Regions from separate parts of the Muntiacus reevesi genome. Here region 2 is linked to region 1. A link is a contact called in public Hi-C data. All regions are on one chromosome and are shown on one strand. The core of a region is the stretch at or near the end of the contact, and the rest is flanking DNA. Distances in the headings are between cores, read along the strand shown. Region 1 holds the start of SF3B5 (splicing factor 3b subunit 5). Region 2 holds the start of PEX3 (peroxisomal biogenesis factor 3).

Region 1 (6,758 bases), core at 394-2,893:
GCGTGTATCTAAGGGGTGCAAAAAGATTTCATATACGTATACACAGTGAAACGTTGTTTACTACTGTCAAGCTAATTAATATATGCATCTCCTCCCATTAGAGTTGTTGAGCCGCTCAGTCCTCTTTGCAACCCCATAGAGGGCACCACGCCAGGCTTCCTGTCCATCACCATCTCCTGTGCTTACTCAAACTCACGAGAGCACCTGAAATTTACTCTCTGGAAAATTTCGACATTCAGTATAGCATTAACCATAATCATCATGCTGTACCTCTCTAGACTTACTGGTACTACGTAACTGCCATTTTGCACCAGAATAGAAGTATTTTAAAGTTGTCTTTCACCCCGTAAAGAGTTCTTTCTATATGGCTACCATACAGTTGTTTATCCGTTCATCAAAAGTTTTTAGAGAAACATTCTCTGTCAGGCTATGAGGATATCATAAAAGAAGCATATGATACATCATCAACAGACGCAAACAATTTTTCTTAAGTAGTTTGTATTCGTGTGAGGAAGTTCTTTAAACCAAAAGTTGGATTTAAAGTGATAATAACATAGAGATGTAAAGAGGAAGAATTTCCATCTGTCTGGTGTAGTCAGTCAATTTCAAGGAGATACTTTCGAGGTGACTTAAAGAGAAAAGTGTTTGCCAGGGGGAACAAAACATTCCAAGCAGCGGGAACAGCAGGAACGGAGATCTGGGGAGGCGAGCAGCATAGAACGTTGAGAAAGATTTATAGGCTGAGGGCGTGTAGGGCGGGGTGAGAAGTTGAAGGGAGAATATCAAAATTAGAAGCTCAAGAGGAAGCAGCGGCTTGATGCAGGCGCCCGAACGTGTCGGAACTGGTGCTATACTTTGGTGACCAGGCAAGAAACGGCAGCCCTGCAAGCGATGAAATAACTTTCCACACAACTTGTAAAAGGTGGCTGGGCCCAGAACTTGCGTCTCCTGACCTCAAGGTGACCCACTCACGGTTGTGAACGGGTTACCACTGTGCCTCGTTAGCTCCGAAAGCGGGGTCATACCAGGAGTTCATATTCCCAGTTCCTGCCTGTCCTGGAGAGTTTCTCATTTCCATTTGGCCCCAAACCTCCTGAGCATGCCTCTTGCCTTCCAGACACCTCCCTCCATTAAGCCGCCAACATCCTTTTAAACATCTCTCCATTTCTTGTTGTTGTTTAGTCGCTAAATTGTGTCTCTTTTTGCGACCCCATAGATTGTAGCCGGCCAGGCTTCTATGTCAATGGGATTTCCCAGGCAAGAATACTGGAGTGGGTTACCATTTTCTTTTTCAGGGGATCTTCCCGACCCAAGGCTAGAGCCCATGTCTCCTGAATTGGCATACGGTTTCTTTACCACTGAGCCACCAGGGAAACCCTTTAAACATTTCTCAGGGTTCCTAAAAAGCCTGAGTTACCAGCCCTCATAGACCACAAGTCCCAGCATGCAAAGCTCCTTTCAGAAAAGGGCCACTAAAAGGACCAGCATGCAACGCTCTGTGAAGGGGGCGGGACTCTCTACAGGGGCGGCCTACTTGTAGCGTCGCCTAGGCAACTCCAATTCGGTGACAGACTACACTTCCGCTTCCGCCTCTGAGTCCTGGGACGGCAAATCTGCACGGCTTCGTCGCTGTGACGCCATCCGCCTGCGACCGCGCGGGTGCGGAAGTTCCGCAGTCCCGCTTGAAGTCCCAGAGCGCCTTCCTGTAGTCGGCTGCCTCTCACCTGGGCGCAAAGGGAAAAGCGGTGAGATGACGGACCGCTACACCATTCACAGCCAGCTAGAGCATCTGCAGTCCAAGTACATCGGCACCGGCCACGCGGACACCACGAAGTGGGAATGGCTGGTGAACCAGCACCGCGACTCCTACTGCTCCTACATGGGCCACTTCGATCTTCTCAACTACTTCGCCATTGCCGAGAATGAGAGCAAAGCACGAGTCCGCTTCAACTTGATGGAGAAGATGCTGCAGCCTTGCGGCCCGCCAGCCGACAAGCCGGAGGAGAACTGAGTCCCCGCGGTATCACTGCTGTACGTGAGTACCTGTCCCTGAGTTCCCCGGGTTTGCCTGCATTCTCGCTTGTTCTTAAGTGAACTGATTCTCCATGTCTCTCCTTCTCGTGCTTTCCTTCCACAGAGGTGCTTACCCAGGGCGTCCCGCATGACCTGCCTTCCTGTGGACCCTGTTTTCCTGTGGAACACAGCGTTGGGAGACCGTCAGGACCTCTGAGAACTGTGACTGGACCGTGGAGCAAACTTTAGAGAAGACGGCACTGGAGTGAGACGGGATTTAGAGGCTCGTTTTCGGCTAGTTGATTGTTGCTTTTTACATAAAGTTTAGAAATGTTTCAGTCTCTTGGTGTGGACTACATATGTTCTGGTGGAGGGCTCCAGGGAGGGCTTTGGGACTGTGGCTTTGGGGGAGGCGGGAGAATAGGAGGGATAAACAAGGGGAGGGTTAGCAAGGGGCTGGGTAGGTAGTTCAGGGCCAGCGTTCATTGCCAGACACTTAAATGCTCCCTGCATAACCTTTATAACATTCCCCAACCCAGACTTTTCCCAAGAGCTTTTTTCAGGCCCATAACGCTTTCAGTATGGAAAAATGTGATCATGGTATCCCTTCTTTTTCTTTCATTCAAAAAAAAAAAAAGAAAGAAAGAAAATCTTTGCTGGCGTTGTCCTCTCTCTGCAGATTGCATTCGCTCTTTGGGGACTTTGTGGATGTGTCTTGAGACTTGACAAGCTGTCAGACGAATTCTTTCATTCCTTCAACATTCAACAAGTATTTGTTGAGTCCTATGTGACAGGCATTTTCCATGCTTTAGGGGCTTATATTAACACTAGTTGGGGGAGCAGCACACTGCATCAATTGTAGATAAAAGCAAATGTTAGAAGGAACTGTGGAGAATGGAGTAACAGTAGCATTGCAGTTTAAATAGGCTGCCTTGTGTTAGACTATTGAGAAGGTGACATTTGTGCAAAGACTTTAAGGAAGGCATGCAGAAACGGGGGAGATTACTCTCCAGGCCAAGAAAACTTCCAGTGAAAAGTACCTAAGACAATTGTGTATGGCTTATTGGATGAAGAGTAAAGAAACAAGTATGGCTGAAGGGAATGAGCGGGGGGAGAGTGGAGGTATAGCTTATGGAGAGGGAACAGATAAGAGTAGAGCCTGGTGGGCCTATGTAAGGACTTGTGGCTTTTATCCTGAGTATATGGGGAGCCATTGGAAGACTATTAGGTGATAGGATCTGACACATTTTAAATCAGTGAGTCTCAAGCATATTGGCCTTGGAATACCATTACATTCTTAAAAATTCTTGAAGACTCCCACAGAGCCTTTGTTTTTGGTTATAGCTGTCGATAGTCACCAAATTAAAAATTAAAACTGAGAAATATTTAAAATACCTGGTAATTCATTTTAAAATAACAATAAGAGGACTTCCTTGGTGGGCCAGCAGTTAAGAGTCTGCCTGCCATTGTAGGGGACATAGGTTTGATCCCTGGTCCAGGAAGATTGCACGTGCTGCGGGGCAACTAAACCTGGGTGCTGCAACTACCGAAGCTCATCTGCTCTAGAACCTGTGCTCCACTAGAAGAGAGGCCACCACAATGAGAAACCCATAACTAAAGAAAGCCTACATGCTGCAACAAAGACCCAGTGCAACCATACATAAATCAATAAAATAACAATAAAAAGACCATTACATGTTAACAAGAATATGTTTCATGAAAAATAACTTTTCCAAAACAATTTAGTGAAAAAGATAGTGTCTTTTTTTTAAAAAAAAACAACTTTGCATATGACTTCAGTGTCGGTATATAAAGGTGTTAATTGCTCAGTTGTGTCTGACTCTTTGCGACCCAATGGACCGTATGCCGCCAGGCTTCTCTAATTGATGGAATTCTCCAGGCAAGAATACTGGAGTGGGTTGCCGTTTCCTTCTCCAGGGGATCTTCCTGACCCAGGGATCAAACCTGCGTCTCCTGCGTTGCAGGCAGATTCTTTGCCATCTGAGTCACCAGGGAAGCCCCCTTCTTCAATGTCCAGCTTAATATAAGACAGCTGTGTTCTTTTATCTGCTTCTGCATTCAAACTCCTAGAATATGAAGTTTTGGCTGAAGTATGAAAAAACCCACTTCGGGACTTCCCTAGTGGTACCTCCTGCCAATACAGGAGACAAGGGTTCGATCCCTGGTCTGGGAACATTCCACATGCTGCAGAGCATCTAAGCCTGTGTGCCATAGCTACTGAAGCTTGTGCATCCTAGAACCCGCAGGCCACAACTACTGAGCCCGTACACCTAAAGCCTCTGCTCCACAGCAAAAGAAGCCGCTGCAGTGAGAAATCCATGGGCTGTAACAAAGTAACCCCCACTTGCCATACTAGAGAAAACCCTTGTGCGTCAGTGAAGACCCAGCACAACCAAAAAACAAAGTTTTTTTTTAAGTCATCTTAAAAAAGCCCACTTCACATAAATATATAGTAAGGGAGAAATACTTCAATAGCCATTTCAAATATCTTAGAAGTTAGATAGAAGGTAGGATATGATCAGCTTTTCATTCTCTTATTATATTAAAATTCATTAATCTATGTTGAGTATTGAATGGACCTTTTACCCATATGTGATTTTATAATATCTTAAATTGCTCATTTGGAAAGTGTTGGCTCACTGAATTATACAGGCCCTCTAAGTGTTGACACATTTCATTGTGTATACCAAAATAATGTTCTTTGTACATATTGTTAGTATCATCGCTGATCTCTTGAGAAAAGTCTTACAGTGTTAGTAAGCTGAAAAACTAACAGTGATGATATAAGTTTTCCACAATTTGAAGTTTTTACTTGATAGCCTAAATTTGGTTACTGGTAGCAAATCGTGTCTCTTTTTTTCCTTAAAGTGACAAGCCTACTTGGTTCATTTTCAAGAAAATATCTGTCAAACACCAAATTCTGAATAATTGCAGTTTGTCAGTCTTCCAAGTAAAGAATGATGTTCCTTGAGAGAGAAAGAAAAAAAGAGTCCATTTAGTCTGCAACTCAAATAATAACAAGTGCTTTTTCTTAAAAAAAACCACTGTGCTTTGGTGGCAGCAGAAATGGTTTATGCATACTACCAGTTTTGATCATTCGAAAAGATATGTCCTTGTGGGCTAAGATTTCATAAAATCAGTTTTATTTCATCAAGGACATTCTTTTTAAAAATAATTTTATTTATTTTTGGCTGCGCTGGGTCTTGGTTGCTGCGTGGGCGTTTCTCTAGTTGTGGCAAGCAGGGGCTACTCTTTATTGCAACGCGCAGGCTTCTCATTCTGGGCGGGGTTTTCTTGTTGTGGAGCACAGGCTCCAGGGCACACGGGCTTCTGTAGTTGTGGCATGTGGGCTCTAGAGCACAGGCCAAATAGTTGTGGCACATGGGCTATGCTGCTCCAAGGCAAGTGGGATCTTCCCAGATCAGGGAATGAACCTGTGTCCCCTGATTTAGCAGGCAGATTCTTTAGCACTAAGCCACCAGGGAAGCCCTAATCAAGGACATTCTTAAGTGAAACGGAGTCGATTTTTTATTCTGTTTATTTTTGTTGAGAGTATATGGCAGTGAAGAATACAATGACTACTAGTAGTTTGGTGTCACTATCTTGATTGATGCTAAGTGCTAGTAGTTTTATTCACGATTGCTTTTTATATCAAGATAACTCAGTGAAAATGGCAAGTAAAATCTAAGTATTATTATTAAAATAGTAAAATCTAAGTATTATTAAAATAGTGTCAACTTCACAGATTCTCTGAAATTCCCACCATTTTCACTTGAACAAAAACTTATATAATGATAGATTAAACTATACTATTTAGACTTGGTTGGATGGCATCACCGACTCAATGGACATGAGTTTGAGCAAGCACTGGGAGATGGTGAAGGACAGGGATGCCTGGCATGCTGCAGTCCATGGGGTCGCAAAGAGTCGGACACGACTGAGCAACTGAATAACAACAAGACTTGAGTATTTAGCAGATATTTTCTCAGAAAATGAATGAAATGGGCCATCATTTCCAGGAAAACAACTGAACCACTTTTTAAAGGGGTCTTTCAGGCTGTTGTGTTGAGAATAGATATAGGTAATGTAACAGAGAACGGACTGTAATTGCCAGCAGTTAAATAAAAGTATCAATACTGATGCTTTTACCCCCATAAAGAATAGGAGAGAGTCAAGCTGTAAATCCTCATCCTTACGAAACTAGAATGAGAGGGAGCCCTTGTCTGTGATTGGAGTGTGTAGCAGTAGACCAGGAGAGATGACAACCCACGTTGCAAATAGAGAGGAAGGGGCTGAATATTTAGTATAGGGTAGTTTATAAAAGAATCAAATGAAACTGTGGACAATAAAGAACTGCAGGAATTTAGAAAGAAGTTAGTAACCTAGAGACTTACATGAACTGGCTTGAATTTATACTATCAGGATTCACAGGGACAAGGATTTGGGTCTGTTTTATTACCCGATAAATCGCAAGTGTCTCAAATGGTGCCAGCATATCACCAGTGTTCAACAAATATTGTATTGAATGTGAAGAGATAAGGCTTAATTTAGACAATATACTAATTTATGATTTAGGCAGTCTTCAAGTTCACCAGAGTAGGTCAGAGCAAAGGAAAGAGATATTTGAAAACATGCTTCTCAGATAGTAATAATAGCTAACATATCGATAGCTTTTATGGTATGCTGAGTGTTTTATCTGATGTGATCTCTGGGAGGTATTATCT
Region 2 (7,104 bases), core at 3,600-6,099, 560 kb after region 1:
ATTAGATTAATAATTTCTATAAGAGTTTGCAAATAATCTGTTAACTTTACTCCCATCCAAAAGACCACCAAATCCTGTTATTGATTCTTCTCAGAAATAGTTTCTAAATTTTGCCACTTTAGTGCACCCTTTTACCATTATTTTCATTCAGACCCAATCATTAATGCTCTTGAACTGGTTTAACAGTTTCCTAATTCTACTCTTTTGTTTCTGGTTTCTCACCTTTTCAACCCAGGTTTTATAGGCAAAGTGATCTGCTAAAAGTTAAATCTGACTATTCAATTCCCATGTTTAGAATTCTTCAACACCCTGCCATCATTTCTTAAAGTGGTTCCCTGTTCCACTTACATCAGAATTACTTATAAGGAAGTTCCTTGAAAACATCCCCAAATGTTTTGTCTTATATAACGACACCCCAGTATATAACATTGGTACACAATTGACACTCAATACATATTTGCTGCTGAACATCCCCTTTCCCGTGTTCCCTTCTCCTTTGTAGCTGTGACTCCAGCTGATTCTTCGGTGGGGCTTGCTGAACACGACTCTCTCTATGCTCCCAGACACTCCTCTACCATGGAACTCTGATACTCTGACTGCACTACCTTTGTTTATTTCCACTTCTGCTTTCTGGACGCACTATGAGTTCCTCAAAGTCAAAAATTGAGTCTTATTTCTCTGTCACCTGAGTTGAAAACAGGGAGACTAGTCACTCTCATTCAAATGTTTGTTGAATGAATGGATGAATAAATGAAAAACTAAAGAGACCAAGAGATTACAGGGACTAAGATATAAATTACAAATCAACACTTTGATATTTTTATAAATCAGCAAGTGAATACATATGAATTTGGTTGTTCTCTGCAACACTTTCGCTAGCATTAAAGAGAAAAAAAGAGAAAGTGTTATTCGCTCAGGCGTGTCTGACTCTTTGGGTTCCCATGGACTGTAGCCCACCAAGCTCCTCTATCTATGGGATTTCCAGGCAAGAACACTGGGGTGGGTTGCCATTTCCTTCTCCAGGGCATCTTCCCAATCCAGGAATCAAACCTGTGTCTCCTGCACTGCAGGCGAATTCTTTATTGCCTTGAGTCACCTAGCACAGAGGTTTTCAAAGTGTGGCTTGGGCACTCCTGCAGGTATACAATAACCTTTTAGGGCATCTGTGAGTAAAAATTATTTCTGTAATAATACAAATGCTCTTTGCCTTTTTCACTCTCCTTCTCGTATGAGTGAGTGTACAGTGGAGTTTTCTAAAGACTACACGACAAGTGCGTATTGCAGCTGACTAAATGTGGGCAGAGCTATAAACCAGACAGTAAAGAGATCTGTAAAAATGCAAAACAATGCTACTTTGCTCACTTGTTTTCTGAAAATAATATTTATGTTAATATGTGACAGATTTACCATTGGCATTTTAAAATAATTACTATTTCAAAAATACTCTGGTTTTATATTAATATGGAAACAATTATTATTAGACATACATTTTATAGAGCTCTTTAGAGTCCTTAATTTTTAAAAGTGTAAAGGAGACCTCAGGCCAAAAAGTTTGAGAAGCACTGCTCTAGTCTTAAAACTGATCAAACTGTACAACTTTCTCTAAAGCAGTTAATCATCCAAATTCCTACTTAAGAAGGCCCATAACTCAGTTTTTATTGAGTTTTTTTTTTTCCCCCACCATTAGATGGACAAGCTTCTTGCGTAGGAATGTTGATATCTTACCTAATTTGCAAGTCTATCAAAATGTGCCACTTCTTCCATGAAGCCTTTTCCTAATTTTTTTCCCCAACTGCACATGCTATTTGCCAGTTTGATATAATTTTTTTCAGCTCTTACTGTTTTGCATACTTGTTGCTATGGCTTGAATGTTTCTATCTCCTCTACATTCATCTGTGGAAATTCTAAGGCCCCATTCCCTGGTGTTGGGAGGATGGAGTCTTTAGGAAGTGCTTAGGGCTTGGGTGTGTAGCCCTCAAGAATGAGATTAATGTTCTTATTAAAGGAACTTCACTGAGATCCCCAGACCCTTCTGCCATGTGAGGATCTAACTCAGGAGCAGGCCCTCACCAAGCCACGTTTGCTCCCTGATCTTAGACTTCCAGGCTCCAGAACTGTCAGAAATAAATTTCTGTTATTTATAAGCCAACCAGGCTGTGATATCTTGTTATACCAGCTGGAACAAACGAAGTCATTTGTTTTCATTCCTCTCAGACCATAAAGTTCATGAAGACACAATGACACAGTGTAGAAAGAGAATGTGCTCTTGATCCAACACATTGGGGTTTGAGTTTTAGCTTCCCTGTTACTAACTCTGGGATCCTTGGCAAGTTTGTTAAATTCTTAGCAGTCTGGTTGCCATGTTTTTGAATGCAGATAACAATAGCTATCCTGCCATCAACCCCACTCAACAGAACTTCATATAAGGGCCCACTGGGCACCCCCAAAATGGTAGCTATTACTATTAAAAAAATCTCTGTGAATCTTGTATTTCCAATCCTATCACTTGCAACACTATGGTAGTGGTTAATCAGTAAGTCATGTCCGACTCTTGCAACCTCATGGACTGCAATCCACCAGGTTCCTCTGTCCATGGGATTCTCCAGGCAAGAATACTGGAGTGGGTTGCCATTTCCTTCTCCAGGGGATCTTTCTAACCCAGGGATCAAACCCAGTTCTCCTGAATTGCAGGTAGATCTTTACCGACTGAGCTACCAGGGAAGCCCTTCAACACTATAGGCAAGGGATAAATGTTTCTTAAATTAGATTAATTGATATGTACCATGTTATAAAACCAGCCCTTGAAGCAGAAAAACTATGAGGCTCAAAGAAATGCCAGTCACGGTCATCTACTCTTTTTTCCTTTTAAACTGACATCCCTTTTTGCTATAAAATACTAGAATTACTTCCTTTTCCTGTTCCTCTGAACTTCCCCCCCGCCCCCCACCCTCACTCGCCTTTCTCTTTCCTGTTAATCTGTACCTGTAAAGCTCTTGACAGATTTAAAAAAAGAAAAAGTATCTTAAATGCACTCTTTTGCTTCCCATATGATTATTTCTAATACACCATTAGGTTGTTCCACAAATCTGAAGGAGTATGCTATTTTTTCTTAGGTTCTAAAGATACCTTCAGTCATGGCAAAAATAATCTATTTATACTTCTTCCATCACACAGAAATCATTAGCTTCTACAAATAAGTGGACTCAGTAATTTTAGCACAGTTTAAATATACATTAGATATCAGTGGATAAAAACACTGAAAAATATGTTTTTATCTGTAAAGAATTTTTCAAATGCCCTAAAAACTTATACTTGATCATTATTGATTTGTGATAGACCTCAGACAAAAGGAAAACACTCTCCTTGCCTCATTAACAAGAAGCCTGTTTCAAATTTTCAAGAATCAATAGAGCTGAATCACTGATACTACGAGTACTGTCAATTTCAAATTGTTTGGGAGCCATAAAATAGAATCAGTAGTAAGAGAAAAACAACCAAATTCTTTGGGAAACTTTTGCTTCTTACTACTTCTGTAACCAAAGTATGTAGTTAGTGACAATATTTCTCAAAACACCCAAATGCTAAAAATCCCCTCTTAACATTCCTGCATTTCTTTCTCCTGTATCACCCAAGACATTCTGTTCTTTCCTTTAGATCTCCACTCATTAGGACATGACTATCTTATGAGGAAAAGGCTCTCAAGATTGTTATCTAATCTGTTTCTAAATCTCCTCTCAGCCTGGGTAACTTAATTATATGAATTAGGTGGGAATTCATCCCAGTCTTGAAGATCCTGCTTGCCCAGCATCCTGCAAGCACTTTCTTACTACCTAGTTTACTACATAGTTTGTGTTCTAAAAGAGCAGGAACAGAGCTAAAATATTGATCTGTCTTTCTTTGTCTAGCATATACCTTCTAGCACAGTCCTTCAATACAACTGTGCTGTTTTAAAAAAAAAATTCGAATTCACTTTAAACAAGACTCGAAGTGCAAGCTTTAGTTTACTCTCCTCGAATATTGTGAAACTTCTGCGAAGGATGAACGCCAAATCAAGCACTGGGAGTGGCAAATCTCATGGGAAAACAAGAGAAGACAATAAGAAAAAAAAAAAATGTGTAAGAGAACGGTGCCTTGAAACAGAAGAGGAAAAAAAAAGAAAGAGAGAAAAGAACCCAAGGAACAAACAAACAATCCCCACCACCACCACCACCACCACCAAACACTAAGGTGGGTTATCCCAAAGGCAGTGAGTAAAAGGCGAAAAACACAGAGTAAGGGGCAGTGGCAGGGCAAAGGGCACACATTTCACAACTGCAGAAATGTAAAGAGCCTTGGAGAAGGAAATGGCAACCCACTCCAGTCCTCTTGCCTGCAAAACCCCATGGATGGAGGAGCCTGGTAGGGGACAGTCCCTGGGGTCGCAAAGGATCGGACACGACTGAGCGACTTCACTTTCTTTCTTTAAAGAGCCTTCGAAGTTTGTCACCCCATACCCCGTCTCATGGTTGATCGAATCCTGGGCTGTGGTTTCTCCGCCTCTATTTTAGAAGCCAGACACCCCTCTCCCACCCCCTTCTTCCAATGCGCCTTGCCAAGAACGCTGTCACCCACCTCCAAGGACCGTGCCAAGGAAGATGCATTTCTTTTTGTGACGTTTCAGAAAATTCCACGCAGATCTAAGCATTTTCAGGCCCCCGGGGTGCGGGCTGTCTAGAGGGAAGGGATGATGGTCCACCAGGAAACCCTTTTTCTGTCGCCTGGCACGGACGACCGGGCTGGACGGCCGAGTCCTGCTCGGTGCTCTCCAGAAATCACAAAGGCGACTTTCCGCTGACACTGTTACCGGAGCGGGAAGGGGGCGTGGACTAGAGCTGAGCAGTTGCCCTTTTCTGTTGCTGCCGCAGCTCACTGGTCCGGGGCGCCCAGGTCCGTCCAGAATTCACTCCCGAGTGCCTCACCATTCGATTCCCCCGGAAACGACAGCCCGCATCCGCCGCGTTCCGTGGCCTGTGCTCCTATTTCCCCGCGGCCTCTGCAGCAGAGCGAGGCGACCCGGGTGCAGTATGGAGGCGAAGGCGGGGTCCACGGCGGCTAACGATGGCGCGTACTCGGCGTCTGCGGAGGAGACCGCAAAGTGGATGGAGCAGGCGATGCAGATGGTGAGGGGGCCGGGGCGTGGACGCACGGGGTCGGAACTTTCCCCGGCTTATCCCGACCGAACATTTGAGTAAACGTCCCCGGGGTGCTTTCTGGGTCTCAGTAATCTCGACGGTGCTCACGATCTCTGGGTAAACAGCTGGTTTTTACTGTCCTGAAATGTTCTTTAGTCCATTCTCACAGTGGCTGTGAGGGAAGGAAGAGAGGAAATACTGAAATTGTTTCTTTTTCACTGGTTTGAAGTAAGCGTCAACATCCCTATTCGGGGCTGCTGGCACGTGCGTGCCGCGTCCCCTTCTTTCCTGCGGACCCTGGCAGATCCGCGAGTTTCCATTATCTTGTCTGTATGACCCCTTGAACCTGTCTAGGAGAAGGATGGAGGCTGAGGATGTTTCTGGTAGAGAGCAGGATAAAAACAGCCCCCTGAGCAGATTCCACCATTCATTCATTCTTTCGTCCATCCGTCCGCTTGACCTTTGCCCTTTGACTTTCTCCTCTCACTCCCTTCAGGACTCTGATTAAGGAGGGCTCTGATAAGCTTTGTGTACAACCCAAGCTTTACCCGTACTTATGTGTGCCAGCGAACTCTTTAATAAGGATAAAAGTGCATTTGGCGTATATGTATAGGTATATAAATCATACACGCACATTTATGCATATTTTTAAAAACTTGTTTCTCATACTTTTTTGAAAGTGGTGGTGGTGGTTTAGTCGCTAAGTCGGGTTCGACTTTTGCGATCCCTTAAACTGTAAGTGACTTACAGTTTAAAAAGAAAAAATCTATTTTGTGTTACATTCCAGTAAACGCCCAGTATACACATAGGTATAATTGAGACAAAAGTTTTACAAAATGATGCTTAACCTTCCTAAGCACAGTTTTCCTGGTATTTCTCTTTCATTCCATTTTGGAAAAACAAATGTTGGTCATCATACCTGATTTGATTTCATGATGCAGTCTTTCAGCCCACTTCAAAATTTATTCTCCCCATTAAACTTATAGGACACATAAATTTTTGTTTGATACTTTAATGTTGAAATATGCTTTAAATAGTTAATTCCTGAACTCGTTTTATGTTACTAAATTTTTCCAGCTGGAAAAAAGGAGTTTTCATGTGATATCAAAATTTCTGTCCTTCCCCCAAATGATTTCAATAATATATGCTGGGCAGCATAAGTCGTGAGGATGATAGTAAATGCACGTGAAGGTTGAAATGTCTCAAATTAAGCTGCATTTACATCTTTCTATGGATAAGAGACCCGGAGGTCAGGGGATGTGGAAATGCTGAAAAGTTTTGGTCTCTTCCATTTATTTTCATTTGCTCCAGGAACTCTCCTCAGAATATTTATGGGGAGCTTGCACAGATGAAATTTTGAGAGATCCTACCATAGAGGACTCAATAGTGGTTTTAGAAATAGCTAAGTTTATTCGGCCATTGAACTTTTCCCCTTTGTGTATCAGACATGTGTTTTCTTTCTCTCCTTTCGTATCCTCTACACTATTCTCTAGACTTCTGGACTGAACATTTGAGTCTTTCTACTACCTTTTAAAAAAAAATTAAACTTTTAATTTTGTATTGGAGTATAACTGATTAAGAATGTTATTATTAAAAAAAAAAAAAGAATGTCCTGATAGTTTAGGTGGACAGCAAGGGAACTTAGCCATACATATATATGTATCCTTTCTCCCCCAAACTCCCTCTTATCCAGGCTTCCACATAACATTGAACAGAGTTCCCTGTGCTATACAACAGATCCTTGTTGGTTAATCATTTTAAATGTAGCAGTGTATACCTATTTGATATGACCTTGGGCAAGTCACTGTATCCCCCTAGAGTATTGCCTCTTACTCTGTTAAATGGGATGGTTGAACTCCTAGTAGTCTGTAGGATCTCTCTGGCCTTGACATTTTTGTCTCTTAAAGTATAGTGAAGTCGCTCAGTCATGTCC

The links. A called contact is a pair of places that touch in the nucleus more often than the background predicts.
Region 2: a contact with region 1 is called in a Hi-C map of blood, with 2.8 times the contacts expected there. The contact joins the promoter of PEX3 here to the promoter of SF3B5 in region 1. A contact is called at or near these places in 2 of 3 Hi-C or Micro-C datasets (blood and muscle).

What each region holds. Positions count from the first base shown.
Region 1 is chr3:177,777,544-177,784,301 of mMunRee1.1, forward strand. It overlaps SF3B5 (splicing factor 3b subunit 5), which reads left to right and starts at 1,644. Exons shown (of 2, transcript XM_065927763.1): 1 at 1,644-2,035; 2 at 2,138-2,351. The coding sequence starts at 1,751. The coding sequence ends at 2,011.
Region 2 is chr3:178,334,507-178,341,610 of mMunRee1.1, forward strand. PEX3 (peroxisomal biogenesis factor 3) reads right to left here and starts at 4,850. Exons shown (of 12, transcript XM_065931230.1): 1 at 4,612-4,850. The coding sequence starts at 4,684. ADAT2 (adenosine deaminase tRNA specific 2) reads left to right here and starts at 4,983. Exons shown (of 6, transcript XM_065931238.1): 1 at 4,983-5,159. The coding sequence starts at 5,064.